2 separate regions of the Zea mays genome follow, and region 2 is linked to region 1. The links are chromatin contacts, called in public Hi-C maps. All regions are on one chromosome and are shown on one strand. The core of a region is the stretch at or near the end of the contact, and the rest is flanking DNA. Distances in the headings are between cores, read along the strand shown. Region 1 holds the start of LOC100281806 (Heat shock cognate 70 kDa protein 2). Region 2 holds the start of LOC100280456.

Region 1 (3,963 bases), core at 873-3,372:
TCCCGCTTTCCTATGGATCTGACTTTCCGGTTATCCAGTATGCAGATGATACAATTCTGATTTTGGAAGCGTGCCCTAGACAACTCTTCTTCCTTAAAGCGATGCTTAATTCATTTGCAGACTCGACAGGACTCCATGTGAATTATCACAAATCTAATATTTATCCCATCAATGTTTCAGAGCAGAAAATGACAGTTTTAGCTAATACGTTCCACTGCAAGGTTGGGTCTTTGCCTTTCACGTATCTTGGGCTTCCTTTGGGGCTTAAAAACCCAAATTGGAAGCATTCCTTCCTCTCATTCAGAAGATTGAAAGAAGACTCGCTTCAACTTCTATATTTTTATCTCAGGCTGGTAGATTACAAATGGTCAACACGGTATTTTTCTTCTCTTCCAACTTACTACATGTGCACCCTGAAGCTCCCCAAAACTGTGATTAAACAGATTAACAAACTTCGACGGCACTGTCTTTGGAGAGGGACAGACATAAATGCAAAAAAAACCTTCTCAAGTTGCTTGGAAGTCAGTCTGCAAACCAAAAACCCAGGGGTACTTGGAGTCATCAATCTTGAGTTGCAAAATAAAGCGCTCCTTATGAAATGCCTCCATAAATTCTTTAATAGAGTCAACATCCCGTGGGTTAACATTATCTGGGCCACTCATTATAGCAATTCTTTGCCTTCAGTTAAACCGGTTGGTTCGTTCTGGTGGAAAGATATTCTCAAAATCCAAGATGTATTTAAGGAAATAGCCCGAGTGGAGATTGGAAATGGAAAAACTACTCTCCTTTGGCATGATCGTTGGAATGGTCTGCACACATCTAAAAGATTCCCGGAGCTTTAGTCTTTTGCCTCTGTCAGAGAGATCAACATTAATCAAGCTCGGATGGCTTCTCCGAATGAATTGTTCCACACTCCCCTTTCTGCTGAAGCGTTCGGGCAACTACTTTCACTTCAGGACATTCTAGCTAATCTTCAGTTGCATGATCACAATGATATTTGGCCCTGCAGTGCCTCTTCCAATCTGTTTTCATCTCAGAAGGTTTATTCTCACTTGGTTGGCACCCATCAGTCGCACCCCCTCTTCTCTTGGTTATGGAAATCTAAATGCCAACCTAAACACAAGGTGTTTTTTTGGTTATTGCTCAAAAATAGATTGAATACTCGCTCCTTCCTCAAGCGACGTTCAATGCCTTTGGACTCTTTCACCTGCGATAATTGCATTCTTCAGATTGAAGAGACGGTTATTCATCTCTTCTTCAGATGTAACTTTGCTCGGAGATGTTGGTTACTTTTGGGCTTCCTCCCGCCACGTACAACGGATCTCCTGCATACCTTAATGAGGATTAGAAGGAGATTACAAGTCTCTTGGAGGTTAGAAACTATTATCATTATGACGTGGTGCATCTGGAGGAGCAGAAACAATTGGATTTTCAACGAGATCCCTCCCTCAGTTATTGAGTGCAAGGCTATGTTCAGGAACGAAATTTTCCTGTTGTGTCATCGAGTCAAGCCTAATCTTAAGGAGGAAATTTCCATTTGGTTACATCATTTAGGGCTGTAACTCTTCCCCTGCTTTTTCTTCCCTTTCTTTGTAATTTTCCTTTTCTTCTCATGACTTTGGTTTTTTTTGAGTTAATAAAATTACTGTAGGACCTTCCTACAGTACCTTCACTTTAAAAAAATTTATTCTGGAACAATATATTTTCGGGTTTTTTTAAAATGTTAGTACATGCCACTATACCATGGGCCATGGCACATGATTGGGACTGGGTTACACAAACGGACCCAACTTGAGCAAGAAGCCTCCTACTGGGCTTCCGAATTTCGAAGGAATTCGTAGCTGCTCTGTTCCGGTCAAACTCGGCGGCCTCCGAAATGGGATCGAACCCAACACGGCAACACGCCGAAGCAACGCATGAACCACCAGTCACCGGCGACGCGGGAGGGAAAGTCTCCATTTCGAGAACCTTCCTGTACACTCTAGAATCCCCACCCTCACGAATGGATCCAAGTTCCCCACGACGTGCCCGTGTCGACGGCCGTGACGTGCCGGAACATTCTAGAACCCCTCCCGGCCACACAAACCTTTAAATCCAGTCCCACATCGTCTCCTTCCTCCTCGTCCACCCATTCCTCGTTCTTCCTTAATTCCTCATTTCCTCCACGTACGCGTGCATACTCTGCGAGTCCAGGAGGTATTTTCCCCCTTCTTCACGATACTCTCGACGAGAGCGTCTCCATGGCCGGAAAAGGAGACGGGCCGGCGATCGGCATCGACCTCGGTACGACCTACTCGTGCGTCGGGGTGTGGCAGCATGACCGAGTCGAGATCATCGCCAACGACCAGGGCAACCGTACAACGCCGTCTTATGTCGCGTTCACCGATTCGGAGAGGCTCGTCGGCGACGCCGCCAAGAACCAGGTCGCCATGAACCCCATCAACACCGTCTTCGGTAAGCCGATCATCACCAATCTTTTGTTACGTGCGCTGTTTATCTGTTTGTTCGATCCATTAATACACGGGGTTTGGGTGTGGGTGTGGGACTAATACGCTGTGTGGTTTGTTGATCCGTTTGCGCGCATTTGCAGACGCGAAGCGGCTCATCGGCCGGCGCTTCTCTGACGCGTCGGTGCAGAGTGACGCCAAGCTATGGCCTTTCAAGGTGATCCCGGGCTCCGGCGACAAGCCCATGATCGGGGTGCAGTTCAGGGGCGAGGAGAAACAGTTCTCGGCCGAGGAGATCAGCTCCATGATCCTGAACAAGATGAAGGAGACGGCCGAGGCTTACCTCGGCACCACCATCAAGAACGCTGTCGTCACCGTCCCGGCCTACTTCAACGACTCCCAGCGCCAGGCCACCAAGGACGCCGGCGTCATCTCCGGCCTCAACGTCATGCGCATCATCAACGAGCCCACCGCCGCGGCCATCGCATACGGGCTCGACAAGAAGTCGAGCAGCGACGGCGAGAAGAACGTCCTCATCTTCGACCTCGGCGGCGGTACCTTTGACGTCTCGCTCCTCACCATCGAGGAGGGCATCTTTGAGGTCAAGGCCACCGCCGGCGATACCCACCTGGGAGGCGAGGACTTCGACAACCGGCTCGTGAACCACTTCGTCCAGGAGTTCAAGAGGAAGAACAAGAAGGACATCACTGGCAACCCCAGGGCGCTCCGGCGGCTGAGGACCGCCTGCGAGAGGGCTAAGAGGACGCTCTCCTCCACCGCCCAAACCACCATCGAGATCGACTCGCTCTATGAGGGCATCGACTTCTACACGACCATCACCCGTGCCCGGTTCGAGGAGCTCAACATGGACCTCTTCCGCAAGTGCATGGAGCCCGTGGAGAAGTGCCTCCGCGACGCCAAGATGGACAAGAGCAGCGTGCACGACGTCGTTCTCGTGGGCGGCTCCACTCGCATCCCCCGCGTGCAGCAGCTGCTCCAGGACTTCTTCAACGGCAAGGAGCTGTGCAAGAGCATCAACCCAGACGAGGCTGTCGCGTACGGCGCGGCCGTCCAGGCCGCCATCCTCACTGGCGAGGGCAACGAGAAGGTTCAGGATCTGCTCCTGCTCGACGTCTCGCCGCTCTCGCTCGGCCTGGAGACGGCCGGAGGCGTCATGACTGTGCTCATCCCCAGGAACACCACCATCCCGACAAAGAAGGAGCAGGTCTTCTCCACTTACTCCGACAACCAGCCCGGCGTGCTCATCCAGGTGTACGAAGGTGAGAGGGCCAGGACCAAAGACAACAATCTGCTCGGCAAGTTCGAGCTCTCTGGCATCCCTCCGGCGCCCAGGGGCGTCCCCCAGATCACCGTGTGTTTCGACATGGACGCGAACGGCATCCTCAACGTGTCAGCTGAGGACAAGACAACCGGCCAGAAGAATAAGATCACGATCACCAACGATAAGGGCCGGCTAAGTAAGGAGGAGATCGAGAAGATGGTGCAGGAGGCAGAG
Region 2 (3,963 bases), core at 763-3,262, 270 kb after region 1:
CTTAAAGCATCAGTTTCAACGGTCGTCGTGCGTCATTTTTTTACAAATAATTCCTCACAGCTATTTTAAATTAATCCGCTGCACGTCTATAGATGCCAAACGACAGCTGACATGGGTTAGATGCACGTGGACCACAACTATGGCATAGACAGGACTATGACACAGGCACGTCATGTCGGCATGCTAACTGTGTCGGGCCAGCCCGTTAGTCCGTCGATCCATTTAATTAAATCAGCGTAAAATGTTAAAAAATGGTGCAAGAGGTAGGGTTCGAACCCATGCCCCGATGGAAGAAAGGCGGGAGACACTGGGTTAAACTGTCTAACCAGTAGAACATCAGGTTAAGATGTTTCTAATATTGAATATAAACTGTATATAGGTATATACATTTCTTTTGTAAAATAAAAATAATTGTGTCGGGCCGGACTAGCACTACGGGTCGAGGCTATAGCCCAAGCACGACACGACGTTATTTGCTCTTGCAAGCATTAGATCGTTTGTAAGACCACATTGGCGCAATAGACTACATGGTGTTTGAAGTTTCTGAATTGGTTGGAGCAGCAATGATTTGTCACACTAACAGCAAAATGAAAGGTTATTTGTTGGTTTTAAACGTTAGTAATTGCTACGAAGTAGCATAATTTATATGGAGCGCATCCATTTTTTATTGATGCCTGACTTTAGCAATGACTACATATTTTGATCTATCTTTTTTATAAGTTTGAATTCATTAGACTTATTTTATAAACTTGATCTCACAAACTCTCTTATTTGGACTCTGTATGATGGAATTATGTCATTTTATAATCTATGTTCATTCAGTTAATCGTTGTGAACTCTCTTATAATCGCTCACTTCATTGACCGTGTTGTACCAAGACATATTTGCATGAAATAAATAATAACATCAGTTAGCCAAATCAAAAAATATATTATACAGAGAATGAAGACAATCAATAAAAAATCTTAAATTTTTTTATGGATAGTTTACGTGGGCGGAGACAATCAATAAAAATTCTTGAATTTTTTTATGGATAGTTTACGTGGGTATTGTTGTATGCCGTCGCAACGCACGGTCAACCGACTAGTCTACCATTATATTTGAAACAAATATACATTATATTTGAAACAAATATAAGTATATATTTTTCTACCATTGTATTTGAAGAAATATAAGAACTAAGACACGGATTTAGAAGTCTCTATTCATTAATTGTACAGATCAATGGAAACAGGGACGAGATGGCGCTTTTTGTATTCACTGCTCCACGGTTCCATTTACATCTTCCACGGTCCTACCTCTCCCAAGACAAACATGACCTGCACAACGATTATATTTATTTTTTTGGTACACGTGTAGACGTGTAGTATACGAGACATGCATGGGAAAGGCTGATCGATCGACCGATGGTGATGCAGCGGAATGCGACTACTCTCGCACGTAGCTCGCGATGCGCACGATGTTGCCGTCCATGTCCCGCACGAAGCCGGACTTCTGGCCCCAGGGCTTGTCCTCCGGCGCGCTCACGGCCACGGCCCCGTTGTCCACGGCGCGCTTGTACGCCGCGTCGACGTCCGCGTAGGCGAAGCAGACCTCTACGGAGCCCCTCCCGGCGGCCGACGAGTCCGGCAGCTGCACCGCCCCCGACAGCTCGTCCGTCTCCCGCTGGTGCAGCGGCGTGAACGCGATGGTCGTCGCCCCGCTCTCCAGCTCCGCCCACCTGCAAAGTAAACCCAGAAAGGCGCGCAGATGCGGCAGATTAGGCGCGCATCCGGATCAGGCGGGCACAGGCGCGCGCGCACGCGTTTTACTTGCGGGACTGGTCGAGGCGGCGGACGGTGTAGCCGAAGGCGGCGTCGTAGAAGGAGGCGGCCTTCTCCACGTCCCTCACGTACAAGATGATGTAGGCCAGTTTGGGTTTCGGGCCACCGGAGGCCATGGCTCGTTGCTTCTTCTTCCTAGCGCTCCTTTGCAACTAAATGTTAGCTTGGTGCCCTCCAGTCCAGAGTCCAGACGGCCTGAGCCCCCTGCCCCGCCCTTTTATGCACGCGGGCGGCAGGTTCCACGGCGTGGGACGAGGTGGCACGCATGCAAGCGGCGAGATGCCCGCTAGCTTCCACGTTGTCACCGTTACTCGGTGCCTCGGTGTCACATGCGACATATTAGGTAATCCTGTGTACGATTTCCTTTCCGATTCATGTATGTATATTTCTTCAACTATTTTTAGCTAGCTAGAAAACTGCGCTGAGACAAATACTAGCTGCAGCGGCATACTTTAACAACTACGCCCCTCCGTGCCCCGTGTACAGGCTGCGTCTAGTGCATCATCTCGCTATTTTCGCCGCCACCGCCGGGGCCGGGAGCATGCTGCTGTTGCCGTCCGGGACGACTTCGCAGGTAAGGCCGACTTGTCCCCGCGCGCCGGTTGTCGACTCTCTGCTGCCGTCAACGCATGGTACTCGTCACCACCTATCTCCAGCCAGATCCATGCTTGTTCAGATCAGTTCCTCCACCCTCCCAAGTCCCAACCCCAGATTGGGGGCTACAGCATGTGCTCGCTCCTCCGCTGGGCCATCAAGCTCGAGGAAGGAGACCCAGTATTGCCACTCCGCCATTCATCTGCGCTCAGCTCGTGGAAGGAGAGCAAGACACCAGAGTGGAAGGAGAGCATCTGCCCGGCCTCAAGCCCACCGTTCGAGCTCGCCGAGTGCTCGTTCTCGAGCGCATGTCCCTTCATGTAGGGCCGCACTCCTACCTAGATTGGCTACCGTCATCGATGACAGTGGCCGATCTTAGTGCTAACAGAGGCCTCGTCTCTAGCAGGAGCCGTCATCTGGGCTACCCGTTATCACCGGACACGTCGTCGTCAAAAGTACTCCCTCTTCAGACCATATTGCCAATGTCATCGGATGTTGTTGCAAAGAGCAAGTCAAAGAGGAGCTTTGACTTCGAGAGGTGGGCTCGGCCAGGTGTTATCGCTACCTCGCACATGATCACCAAGTTAGCTCACGCAAGAACTTTCTTCCGTTGCATTCGGTGTCGCTGCCTTGGTCATCAGGAGCGGCATTGTCACTTTCGGTCTTCCTCTCGTGCTCGTCGAGTTAAGTCCTCTGTCCAATGTGATCATCCTGAACAATCAGGGACTTGGAGTACTGAGGTAGTGGCCAAGTCTTCGCCAAGTACGTTGTTGTCAGCTGACACCGTCGCCAAGTCTCAATCACATGGACATCTCAATCCCCCGTCGGCTTCTCAACCATCGGTTTCCGTGGTGAGGACGACGATCATGTTTGTCGTTGGTGTTGTGCCTCTCTTGCCTCGACACCTTTGCACCTTCATTCCTTGGTCACCCCTTTGGCCGAGTCGTTGCGGTTAGAGTTTCAACATATGTTTTCAGCTTGTTTGAAGGAAGTGTTTCAACCTGTCAAGGAGGAGGCTTCTATCATCAAGGTGTGGCTACCATGTGTGGCCAACTATTTGGATCATGGGGAGGCGCATGAGAAGCATGCTTCTGTCTCTGACTTGCTCGAGCTCTTTGGCCCATGTTCTCCAGTGAAGCAAGATTCACCATCGTCTATCCTTGCCTCTCTCACGTTGGCCTGCGCGACTATCGACTCCTTGGTGTGTCCGGACACCAGTACAAACACTGCAGTCTCTGTCCTTGGCGAGATGCCCACTAGGACCTCTGGTACAAAGATTCATAGAGAAGAGATTCATAGAGAGACGAACCTTACCACTAATGAGGTGATGGAATGGGCATTTGAAGCTAATTCTCACTGAATGATGTCCACCGAGTAGACCATTGAGGTGCCTTTAGATACATTCACGTTGCTTTAGGTTGTCACCTCTGTTGAGGATGTTGTGGTGGAGGATGCATTAGATGAGGATGAAGCTACTTTGGTTACGCAAAGTTCTTTTTTGTTGTGTGCTCGTGGTGTCAGAGCTGTTGTGTGTTCCTATTGCTAG

The links. Hi-C and Micro-C count contacts between places; a contact is called where the count stands out from the background.
Region 2: a Hi-C map of leaf shows a contact between it and region 1, with 5 times the contacts expected there. The contact joins the promoter of LOC100280456 here to the promoter of LOC100281806 in region 1. A contact is called at or near these places in 3 of 25 Hi-C or Micro-C datasets (ear, leaf and tassel).

The regions. Positions count from the first base shown.
Region 1 is chr1:41,026,766-41,030,728 of Zm-B73-REFERENCE-NAM-5.0, forward strand. It overlaps LOC100281806 (Heat shock cognate 70 kDa protein 2), which reads left to right and starts at 2,123. Exons shown (of 2, transcript NM_001154726.2): 1 at 2,123-2,454; 2 at 2,591-3,963. The coding sequence starts at 2,241.
Region 2 is chr1:41,298,920-41,302,882 of Zm-B73-REFERENCE-NAM-5.0, forward strand. LOC100280456 reads right to left here and starts at 2,013. Exons shown (of 2, transcript NM_001153376.1): 1 at 1,812-2,013; 2 at 1,226-1,720. The coding sequence starts at 1,939. The coding sequence ends at 1,429.